2 separate regions of the Athene noctua genome follow, and region 1 is linked to region 2. Evidence: chromatin contacts called from public Hi-C data. All regions are on one chromosome and are shown on one strand. The core of a region is the stretch at or near the end of the contact, and the rest is flanking DNA. Distances in the headings are between cores, read along the strand shown. Region 1 holds the start of UHRF2 (ubiquitin like with PHD and ring finger domains 2). Region 2 holds the start of KDM4C (lysine demethylase 4C).

Region 1 (5,904 bases), core at 2,982-5,481, 170 kb after region 2:
TGAATTAAATTAATGTTCTTTCCCTCCCCTAAGGGGCCTGTCTTTTGCTCATGATCATAATGGGTGAGTCATTCCTCCCTGTTCTTGTCTCAATTCCTAACCCTTCTGCTTTATGTTCTCCTTTCCATTCCTGAGGGGGAACTGGTGAGTGAGGGGCTGCGCAGTGTTTGGCTGCCAACCAGGTTTAAACGATGACAGAAATGTAAGTAGGTATTAATACCCCTACAGTCTTCCAGACAAGCTTAAGATATCTGGCAAGTTTTCAAACTTCAATAAACTTCAATGTATTTTTACTGCTCAATTTCTCCAACATTGTAACTGAAAGCTAGAAACCCCACAATGACTATAGCTTGGTCCTGTAGAAAATCTACTCTGGTAGGTCAAGATGCCAAGAATTTGTCTTCTGCAGTATCTCCTTCACTTTCATGAATGAAATTGAGAACTCCTCATCAAGAAGTGCTATACAGGTTTTCCAATTAGGACAGAGAGTATGCTGCCAGAAGACAGACGGTCTTGTCTTGCATTTCTGAATTTTAGAGGAACTCCACACAATGCATTGTAATTTCTGAGTTTACTCAGAGTTAACAGGTAACAAGGGAGATAAAGCACTAGATGGGAGTAGTCTATGGTGGAGCAAGGTTAAGATACAATTTATACCAGCAAAAGGAAATATTTATGTCCCTCCAAGAAACTCCTTCCAGCCAACAATCGAACGTCTTCAACAAGGAAATTAAAAGAGATCACTGCAGGCTTCTATTTTCAGTAGACTTCTCTGGCTAACTGCAGACTCAGTTACTGCACCACATTAAGGAACTATGCATACGCTACTATTCTCTTTCCTCATAAAGTTCTGCCTCAACCTACAGAATGACTTCTCTGGCTGATAGACAATAATTCAGCTCTGCAGAAATGTGGATCCCAGAGTCGAGGATGTCCTCACAGACAAGACCAAGTTACAGAGCAATACTACTGTGCTCAGTCTTCAGTGCCGTGTGTGAATGGTAGGTCCTCCAGGCAGTAAGAGTTAAAAACCAGAAACCAGTCTGTTCAAACGAGTAGCGCTTTTCCTGGTTTTGCAAGAAAAAAATAGTAATAAAGTACTACATTAATCACAACACTAGGTTTTCATCAGTAATTCTAGGGTATTTTAACCCTCAAGAACAGGAGGGTGAAGTATTGCCCACTTAACATCCTGCATCTGTGTTTGAAGATCAGACAAGAGCAAATAACAGTATACCATATCAACTACAATAACTGAGCATGGACACTCCTACAGAACAGCAGAATAATGGCTCTAGATCAAAATTTTAGTTGAAGCTGTTCTCTGTGGCAAGCTAAGAACATCAAGTTGTTGAAATTCAGTCCATAAATGGTGACTCTGGTGTCTGTATCCTTACAACTTCAAACAACTCCCATTTTTAGAAAAAAGGAGGTTATTTAGCCAGTCTTCTGGTACACACCACTGGCAAGGTCCACACATTTCTAGAAGGTCCCAGAAAGACAACAGTAACCAGTGCTCAGTAGCAAGATCACAGCTCTACTAGCAGACTGTAGAGATTTAACCATACTGAGTGAATATAGGAAGAGTTTGCACTAGATAACGGTTCTTCCAACACATGCAGGAATACGTGTTTCCACCTCAGTATACTGCTTTCTATTCACTTCACATTTAACTGAGATGCCCTTTTTTATTCTTTAGCACAGCCCTGAGAGAGCTGAAGTTGTTTACAGTTTCCTCTGCTCATGCGTCTCAACATCCAGTTTTACTTGTGCAAGAGCAATCCTTCCAACCTTTTTTCTACTTACTACCACCATGGGATTGGAGAAGCAATCCATAACCATCATGGATACTTCAGAATTAATTATAGTAATTGCAAGAAAACGGACATAAATGGTGAGTGAAGCTATAAAAGAGAACTCCTTAACTCTTCACTGAACACGATCCCAACTGTATCCTAAACTGGATAAACTAAGCACTAAGCTCACAAATGCTGCTCACGTAGGCAATTTCTGCTATAGTATTTCCCTATTCTGCTTTCTTAAGCAAGAAATCTGCTCACTAAAGTGCTGAAGCTGATTGGTCTGGCCACTGATAGACTACGTAGAAAAGCACAACTCATTACAGGCTGATCTCCCCTGTTGCTGGTGTAAGCCTTGCGCCTCACATCAAGCTCTCCACTGAAAGAAGAGGCGTGCTGGCACAGCACAAAGCTAAACAGGTCACACACAACTTCAAGACTGATGTTCCTTGATTTGGTCCCTTCAGAGAAACATGAGATGGTAATTGACTTGGCAGACGCATCCTCACAAACTCTCACTGTCACCAATCTGTAGAACACGAAAGTCTCCTAGTTTGCTAATGGGTTCACAATCTAGGCTTAGCATCTAGCCACTAATACTTACCTCCTAGTCATAGTTACATTTCTATTTGTTACTTTTTTCCCCTTTCTTGGAAAGATACACACTTCATCTCTTTTGAGGCAGAAATGTTAGCGCCTTGCGTTACTCCGTGTAGGTGAACACTGCAACACTCATCTGTTGTAAGGTGAATCTGAAGTGCCACGCTCGCCGAAATACACCACACATCCGACACCCTCGCAGTCAGGTAACAGTTCTGCCTGGCTTAACCACTCGAGCACTGAGTACACCTCATAGTTCGTGCCACGCAGCCTGAAAGGTTACCCCCTCCAGCAACAAAGGCACAGCCTGAGGAAACCTATTCGGATCGAGACCTACCCGGCACCGGAGGGGAAGCACCCGCTCACAGAAAGCGTAACGCCGGGCTCCGCTCCGGATGAAGCGCCCCCCGGGGCTGCCCGCAGCCCCCGCCGCCGTGACACGCCGCTCCCCGCGCCGGGGGAACAGCGCGCACGAGCCCTGCCCGCGCAAACTAACCCCGCGCCGCCGCCGCGCCCACGCGGGAGCCCGCCGGGCCGAGCGCCGCCGGGGCGGGTGGGACGGGTTCGCAGCCGGCGGCCCCCAGAACCGTTACTCCGCGGCGCGTCGCCGGACGCCGGGGGAGGGGCGCGCCGTACCGGCCCCGCAGCGGGTCCTGACGGGACATCGCACTTCGCGCCGCCCCCCCCCCCCCCGCCAGCCCCCCCCGCCACGTGCGGGCCGCGGGGCGGCGTTCCGCCGCGGACACGGCCCGCCGTACCGCCGCGCCACAGGCTCTGCCCCTGTCCGGCCGGGGCGGCGGCCGCCGCGGCTCGGCGGGCGATGCGCGGTCCGGGCGCTCCGCCGGCGGGGCCTGCGGGGGAGGGCGAGAGCGGAGGGGCTCCCTCCCCCTGGCAGCCCTCCGGCCGCCCTGTCACTTCGCTGCGATAAAGGCAGGGGCTGGGGGAGGAGCCTCCCGCGGTTCAGGTGGGAAAATAAACACACAAAGGGGCCTCTCCGGCACCCGCTCGCCGTCGGGGAAGAGGGGGGACAGGAGGGAGCCGGCTCCCAGCGCCTGACGCCTTGGCTCCCTCGGGCCCCCCGCCTCCCTCTAGGCCCGACGGGACGGGAGTAAACAAAAGCCGGAGGCAGGGGACGACACATGGGTGGGGATGAGGACCTCCGCGCAGGGCCACACAAAGAGCCGAGCTCGAGAGGGGACGCGCGGGGCGGGCGACGGGAAAGCCCCCGCCCGCCACCACCCAGGTCGGGGCGTTTCCGCCTCACCTGCTTGCCCCGGTAGAAGAGGCGCTGGCGGTCGGGGCTTACGCGAAAGGTCTCCTGGATCTTCTCCCGCAGGCACTCGATCTTAGTGAGGCGGCTCAGGTCGTCGATGGTCTGCGTCTCGGTGCCGTCTATGGTTCGGACTTGGATCCACATGGTGCGCGCCCTCCCAGTGGCTCCGCCAGCCGCGGGGAGGGGGGGGGAGATCTGGGGCAGGGGGTGGGAAAGCGGTCCGCTCCCCGGGTGCGCGTCTGCGGCGTACGAGGAAGAAGGGGAGGGGGCCGGGCGCTTCCCCCGCTCTTTGTTCGGCTCAGCGGGGCAGGATTTTCAAATCCCGCGGAACAGGCGCGAGCCCTCCCCGCCCGGCGGGCCGCCGTCCTCGCTCGGAGGGGCGCGGAGAGGGAAGGAGACCCGAGCCGATCCCCCGCCGCTTCCCGATCGCCCGCGCCGCGGGCCTCCCCGCGGCAGCACAAGGCGAGGCGGAGTCTGGCGGGAGCCACCGCGGCCAGGTCTAACGGGCGCCGCCGGGAGCCATCTCCCGACCCCGAGGAGTGTTTACCAGGCGCCGCCGCTCTCACATGGAGGTCACGGCGCCAACGCCGATCTCGCGAGAGCCGCCGGCCTCGGCCGTATGAGACAACAACACCGGGGCGGGGGCGCGGGCGGGCGCGGGCGGGCGGCACCACGCCCCCTCCCGCTGCGCTCGGCCCGGCCGCCCGCGCGCCGCAGTCGGGCGGCGCACGGCCCCGCCCCCGGGACCGGCCCCGCCCCCCGCGGCGTCCTCGGCCGGCGGGTGGCGCGAGGCCGGCGGGGAGGGCTTGGCGCGCGCGGGTCAGCGGCCGTTGCCGTTTCCATGGCGGCCGGGCGGGACCGTGTCCCCGGCCCCCGCGCGGGGCGGGCTCCCGGGCCTCGCGGCCCGCAGGGCCTGCGGCCTAGCCCGGCCCGCCGGCTGGCAGCCGTCGGAACGGCCGAGCATCCCTAGGCGGCCGGGAGAGCCGTGTCCGCCAGTGAAGCCCAGACGCTGGCACTTCCGAAGACAAAACATCTCGGCCCAGCCAGATTTAGCTCTAACCAAAAAATACCGGTTAAGTCTGGCTGCGCCTGTTGTATTAGATAGACGAAAACATGGGGCGAGACAAGGGAAGGCAAGCCTCGCTTGTACTTCAAATCCAATGTGGGTGTGTCTTTCTATATTTTTCTAGATTGGGTAATTCTGCAAATTGACATCAGAACAACGTGGGTTTACCACGTTGTTGTGGGCTAGCCCTGGTATGCAGCTGAGCCCCTGTGTGAGCTGGCACAGGCAGGATGCAGGAACAACCACAAATTCACGGATGAAATGCAAAGAGTAAATTTATTCTCGTTACCTCACGACCCGAGGGATCTCTGCAGCAACACTCGGGCAGAGGCACACAAGCGGGGATGCAGGCACAGCAGAGCTCGGGCCTTGCTACTCAGGAAAAGGAGGAGCAAGAACAGATCTTGGGCCGACTGCTTTTGGCTGTATATATCCGGGGTTTTCACAGGCGTACTTTTCCACTGCCACTGCACTTTGATCTTTCCCACATCCAGGAAGGAATCTCAAGGATGTTCAATAAGGTGCCTCTGAGTCTCTCACAGGCCTGTGTTATCTAAGCGCAGACATTCTACCCATCAAGCACACAGACCTAAACAATTAGTGTGATACATGTTTTTTTATCGGCGCCCCAGCTGCAAGTCACTTGAGCGTCTTTGCAGTCCTCCTTGCCGATCTTCCATTGTATTCCCACAATCCCACACAGCCACTTGGTCACTTCCTCACAGCAGGATGGAGAAGAGAATCAGAAGGGCAAAGTGAGAAGCTGTGGGTCAAGATAAAGACGGTTTAACAGGTAAATCGAAAGCTGTGTGCTCAAGCAAAGGAAAATAAGGAATTGATTCAGTACTTTGCATCATCTGGCAGATGGTTAGCCATTTCCAGGAAACGAGAGCTTCATCACATATAAACGTTACTTCGGAAAACAAGCACCGTAACTCCTAATGTCCCACCCTTCCTTCTTCTTCCCACAGCTTGTTTTGCTGAGCATGACATTGTATGGCCTGGGATATCAGTAGGATCACCTGTCCCAGCTGGGTCCCTTTCCAGCTTCTTGCACACCCCCAACCTAGTTGCTGGCAAGGCGGTGTGAAAAACTGAAACATTCCTGATCCTGTGTAAGCACTGTTCAGCAATAGCTAAAACATCCCTGTGTTCAACATCATATT
Region 2 (6,301 bases), core at 1,629-4,128:
AATACTTACTGCTAATGCAGCCTGTAACACTTCTGGGGATACAAACAGCAGGTGCTGAATGTGAAATGCTTCCTGATTAAACACTTTTAAATGGTTCTGCCATTTCTGCCCATATGCATTTCTCAAAAAAACTCCCTAACTATAGGGCACATTAACTGCCTTTACAGGTCTCCTCCCAAAAGATACCCTTATACCTTGGCTTTCACAACTCCTTAACATCAAAACACACATATCCTTCTCAGGGATATTCTACAGTAACAGTGATACTACTTCTCACAACCTACCACTATATAGCAAATCCTTTATCAGATACAGAACAAGAACAGGACAAAAAAAAACCCAACCTGTAGAGTCTCTATAACCTGAGAAACAAAACGATGTACTTTCTCCCCTTAAAGCTATTTATGGCACATCTGAAACTATATTTCTGCATTCTGGAATTTGGATCTGCAAACTGTTATGAACACCTTCATTATGTGATTTAATCACACAACAATTACTATCTTCCAAGTATAAAATACTGCAGTTCTTCAAAATATGAGTCTATGAATCTATACAAAAATCAAAAACACGTCACTTTTCCATTCTGATACATGAAAGATTAAGCTATCAAGTGATCATGGAGATTTTTTACAAAATAGGTATTAAAATCTTAACATTTCAGAACATCAGATTTGACCAAAGCTGACACCACTGTATACCCTATTCACATTTTGCTCAGCATCATGCTGATGAAACATATCCCAGCAAAAGACACCTATAGAAAAACCTGAGAATTTCAAAGCGAATTAACTGCAGAACTAAGTAGATCAATCAAGAGCTGTTTAAACTGAGAAAGTCCCAAATCTACTCAACACAATATTTTTTAATAAAGTTAGGCATGAAATCATTTTTTTTAATAATTACTGTGCTTGTTCATATAACTTAGGAAGATTCTAATAATTAGCAACTGACAACATAATTTTCTGATTTGAAGGCATTACTGTGGTAATTGTATATTTAGATTTGGTGCAGAACTGTCTACCTGATTGTGGTGCTCATCAATAACTAAGCACTAAAAATTATAGTACTTCAAGTTTTTTTTTTCCTATTTCATCATCTTTACCTTTAAAAAAAAGAGACCAAGTCAATTTATTTTTTTAAAAACATACACTGACTGAAGGTTTTTCCCTTGCATGCATTGGCTCTAACTCTGCCAACAGCTATTTAAGCCTGTCTGCCTATTTGGATGAGACAGTTTCCTGGGTTAGGCCCTAGAAAGGAAACTGCTCTTACACACATCTGTATCTGCACTCAGCTAAAAGAAAACCATCAGCTGCCAGCAATCTATAATATCAGCGCTGCTCCAAACCGAAGTTGAGAGTAAGATAAGCAGAACTGCCACTGGTTCAGTTTACCCTCATTTTAAGTACTCAAAAGCAAATCATGCTTGTGCTTTCCATTGCCTTGTGTTTGGAAGGTATTTCTTGTCAAGCAATACCATGAGTTAGTTATCACAGTTCAAGCAAAGTAAGGGTAAAGCCTAAGAAATTTTATACCACAGTCATTTTCACATTTTTGGTTCGTTAAAAATGTTAACAAAAAAGCCACTGCAGGGTGACAAAAAATAACCTGCATTAGACTGCTAGTGAGTTTCTTGTGAAAAGTGTTTCATCACAGCACCGCTGTTTTTGTAGCCACCAGGTGACCTCCATTGCTGGTTTTGTTGATGTCTCAGAAAAGAACACAGTTTAATAAATGATAAATACTAGATATGCTCTGAACTAGTACAAATCTTTGAAAAACACATGGACACCTGTGTTTTTCCTAACACAGTTAACTATCAGAAAAAAATATTTTGTACACACTTAGCATTTCAGATTGCTAGTCCTTCTGCAGAAGAGTGAAGGCTCATTAACAGAAGCCTATTAACGCGGCATAAAGCCCCGATCCCGCAAATGGCTCTGAAAACACTGTAAACAAGACAGTTCTGAAACTGGCGCGTAACTATTTTACTCAGAAGTTTGAAGCTTTTTTTCCTAACGCTTTACAACAGTTAACTTTCAGGAACGCCTTAACGACATGCAGAAACTAAAGAGCTGTAACAACGCTGCTACACTTTGTGATGAAAAGAGACCGTTTGGGAAGTCACAGAACTCCTCCAATGCCCAAAAAGACACGGAGACAGGCAACGCTCTTTTACTCAGCGCATCCACTCCGACCACCCGGGGAAACCGCCTGGTCTCCCGGAGAGCTTCCACCGCCTGCCTAGAAGGGCTGGCCAAGAACACACGAGCCGTATTTTTCCGACACCTGCCGGTTTCGCTTCCCCAGCCCCGTCCCAGCCGAAAACCACTCGCTCACAACGCGGAGTCCCCGGACGGATTCCCTCCGGGCCGCGGGGCGCCCCGACCCCTCACGCACCCCAGCGGGGGGCTGACGGCCGGCACGACGGCCGTTCCGCGCCTCGCACCCGACCCCCACGGCGTGCCCTGGAGCGGGCGAGCCCGGCGAGCCGCTGCCCGTCTAACCGACCCGCCGGAGCCCCGCGCTCCGACCCGGCCGGACTCCGGCGTTTTCCCCGGCCCTGCCCCACCGCGCACCGCCGTCAGCCCTTCGCCCGTCCCGGCCTTCCCCTACCCTCCCGCTCGCCCCCGGCCCGCGCACACCCCGCGCCGTCCCTCCGAGCCGGCAGGTCGCCCCACACCTCCTCCCCGCAAACCCGTCGCTGCCCAGCCCGGAGCTCGCCCCTCACCTTTCCGGGACGGGGTTAAGCAGGCAGCAGCCAGAGGAAGCCGAGGAGGCTGGGGGAACAGCGGCAGCGCAGGCCGGCAGCGCCGGCCCGCGGGTCCCCAGAGCTCTCGCCGCCCGCGCCGGCGGGACCCCCGCTCCGCGGCGGATGACAGCCGCTGGCTGCGCAAGCGCGCGCCGCCGGGATGGGACGCGCGGTGGACCAGGGGAGGGAGCACGTGACAGAGGCGCGGCGCCCGCGTCACGCGCGAGAGGCGGGCGGCGCCGCCGCGGGCGGTTCCTGGCGGGACGCGGCTGCGGGCGCCGGGGTCTCGCTCCCGCCCCCGCAGAGCGCGGCGGCCGCTGAGGGGTGCGGAGCCGCGTGGCGGTCACGTGGGGACTCTCGCGCCCTGAGGGTGGTCACCTGGCGCGGGAAGCCCGCGGCGCTGCCGTCGGCGGCTGTCGCCGGGCGTGAGGCGGCCCTGCGGCGGCCCTGCGGCCCGGCTCGGGCACAGGCGTGCGGGCCGCCCGCCTCCAGAGCGAGAGGCTGAGCGGTGTCACTGGGGGAAGCGGTGGCGCTGTGAGTGCCTCCTCCGCCACTCCGGCCCCGCAGTCCCTGCCTGCCTCTTGCCCTAGCCGCCCCCGAGCGGTGCGTGCTCTTGAACCGGGAGCCGGCGTTGCCTTCCACCGGCCGCGGCACCTACCGAGAGACGTGTCAGGAAAGCGCAGCCCCGAGTTTACGAACGAAGTCGGTCGGTTCGCCTCAACAATACTTGGCAGGCGAGACCTGGTCCGTAGGAATGATGTATCTATCAGGGCAAGCTGCTAGGTCGACTCGGTTATCCTCCTCCACTCTCATGTCCCTTACCAACCAGTACTGCTATATGAAAGTGATTATGTTTCCAAAAACGTAGTGTTGATGTTAGTGACTAAGCTCCACAGTGCTGTATGTCATGCATTTACTTTCTGGTGGTGCAGTGTAATGTTGACTGTTCATGTGGCTGCTAAAATAAATCAGTCAGGCTTTTTTTTTAACTGTGTGATATGCTTTGATATGTTTTAGTAATCTCCGATTATCTTTCATTTTAGCTTCTGGTTGCTATGGTCAAAAAAATAGTGAAAAATGACGAAAAGATAACTAAAATCCCTTTTAAATGTGCTTCTTCAAGTGTGCCTATTATGTTGAAAGAAGACTTAGTTTACACTTTAAGTGCCAAAGACTTTTTTCAGTATTAATGTAACCTGAAAACGCAGGATTTTTTTTTTTAAAAGAAACACATCTAATCACTGTAATTTTGCTGTTCTCGGAAACTTTCATGTTGCCTTGTCATGTAAGCACAGGGCTACACATTAAATGATAGTAGTACTGTTTATACTGTACCTTCAGTCCCAAGAAAACTCATGCAGCTCTATCTCTGTAGGACATCACTATGAATAGCAGTGTCTAAAATGACTCATATTCATCTGCCTCATAAAAGAACTTTTGGTTTCACTAATACAAGTAGAAATGGAAGAAGTTGTTTGCCTTCTTCCTCAAGCCTTTGGGGGGATGAAGAAAATGCTTATTAGACGACAGTGCAGTTGAATGCAGTTTCTCACAGCTCATTAGGTTCATTCTTTGCTCATCGAGTCAGTTATAAAGCACAAAAGACTGATGATTTAGGATTGTTTTCTAATACGATCTCTAAGAGTCCTGCTGAGTACTTGTTGAAGAGAAAGCACGGCAGTGACTCTTGAAAGCATTGAGTCAGCACCTCTCCTCATCTGATCTTCTTTCAGGTGACAAGTCTCTGTGAGGTCACTATGTGTCCGGACTGTACTACCATATTGCCAAAGCATACACCTCTCCGTGCAAGTATCAGACTGAGGATGTAGTTGGATATTCTGAGAACATTAACCCTCGCCATGCTGTGGCTATGGAAAACTGCTTTGACATCATTCTCCAGTGCCAGTAGTTTAGCACCTCTGTCTTTCTAGATGGAAGAAAGGACAGTGGCCTTCCTCAGAACAGTTACATGATAACATCACAGTTTTATGTATTTGCTGACATGTTCTAGCTGGCATGAAGAATTTTTTTCTTACTGAGGTTTAAGTAAGCTTTTCTGCATGCACTTCCTGCCTTTCATGTTTTCGGCTATGCTTTTAGGTTAGTGTTGGCTACTAACAAAAACCTTGCTCATGTGACCACAGCTACTATGAAAAAAGGTTGTAACCTCTAATTTCCCTCACCTTTAGTTGCTGATGCAATATCTAGGCACCACAAGCTTCCGACCAATAAATGACCTTTCTGCTGTACAACAGTGTATCTCTTTCACTCCCCTTGGCAGAGGTCAGAAGCCACTCTCATTTCAGTAGTTGATGTCTATTTATGAGTTCACCTTCCATGACACCTCTGGGTCCCTGTACCACTCATGGTGTTTGCTAGTTTGAAAACAAACTAGTGGGAGACACCAAGTCAGAATAACAATTTAATAGGGAAATAAAAAAGGGGGGGAATATATATATATATATATATATATATATATATAAGCAGATAACACTGGGTTAAACTGACAGAGTCAGGGTGATACCCTGTTAATCAGGATGGTGGCTGCAGTTCCCCTGAAGGGGTGATCCTGTAGAAAGAAGATCTGCTCTTCCTCAGAAAAAGTCCACTGGTGGCTAAGTAGCTCCTGTCCTCTGGAAATTCAGTGGAAAAGAGAGTGTCTCTGGTATTCAGAATCTCAGATTATAGCCAGGATGGAATGCTTGGTTTCTCCCTTTGGGTGGAGCATCTCACATGGGATAATGAGTCCTGCTGCATCGCATTGATGGGCCATTAGCAGAAAGATAGTCGCGGGGGGAAGGAAACACTGCATTGATTTCAACAGCTCATGAGGATGGTAATAGAATACACTGCAACCCAAGACATGGTGAAAACTTTTTTTGCTTAATATAATCCGAATTTCCTGTATTGCAGCTCATATGTTTGTCTTGTCCTATCGCTGTGTTTCCAAGGAAGCTCCATCTTTCCTATGCCATCCCACTAGGTGATAATGGACAGCAACAAGATCACCCTGAAGCCTTGTCCTCTTAAGGCTGAATAAACCCAGCTCCCTCAGTTGCTTCTTGCAAGTCATATCCTCCAGCCCCTGACAATCTTGTGCCCTTCCATTGAACTTGTTTAAGTATGTCAATGTCTTTCATTCACTGGGAGACTGAAAACTGGATGATACACTGTGGTATTTCACCCAAACTTGTTTTGAATGAAGGTTACTTCGATATTGTGTAGCCATAATAGTAAGAAATCTTTTCAGAATTTTAGGCAACGTGTTTGCTTAACATGACAGTAGAATAGCTATCTAAAGTAAGGTCACTTCTGAGGCAGAAAAAGTTCTTTTGCAGAATTTCACTGCAGTACTGCCTAAAACACGTGAGATGGCAGCAAACACCAGAAGCAAAGCGAGGCTAGCCCAAGGCAGAGAAGCTGTTAGGAATGAGACAGATTTTGCCAGGTTCCTGATACTATTGTCTAGACTGTGCAGCTTGCTGCAATTTCTGTTATACTGCATTGAGTTATAAATCAGGATTGAGTGCTGGCTGTTCAGATTTA

What was found. A called contact is a pair of places that touch in the nucleus more often than the background predicts.
Region 1: a contact with region 2 is called in a Hi-C map of heart, with 4 times the contacts expected there. The contact joins the promoter of UHRF2 here to the promoter of KDM4C in region 2. A contact is called at or near these places in 2 of 2 Hi-C or Micro-C datasets (heart and liver).

The regions. Positions count from the first base shown.
Region 1 is chrZ:69,459,157-69,465,060 of bAthNoc1.hap1.1, forward strand. UHRF2 (ubiquitin like with PHD and ring finger domains 2) reads right to left here and starts at 4,232. Exons shown (of 16, transcript XM_074931562.1): 1 at 3,664-4,232. The coding sequence starts at 3,816.
Region 2 is chrZ:69,286,159-69,292,459 of bAthNoc1.hap1.1, forward strand. It overlaps KDM4C (lysine demethylase 4C), which reads right to left and starts at 2,879. Exons shown (of 21, transcript XM_074932071.1): 1 at 2,735-2,879.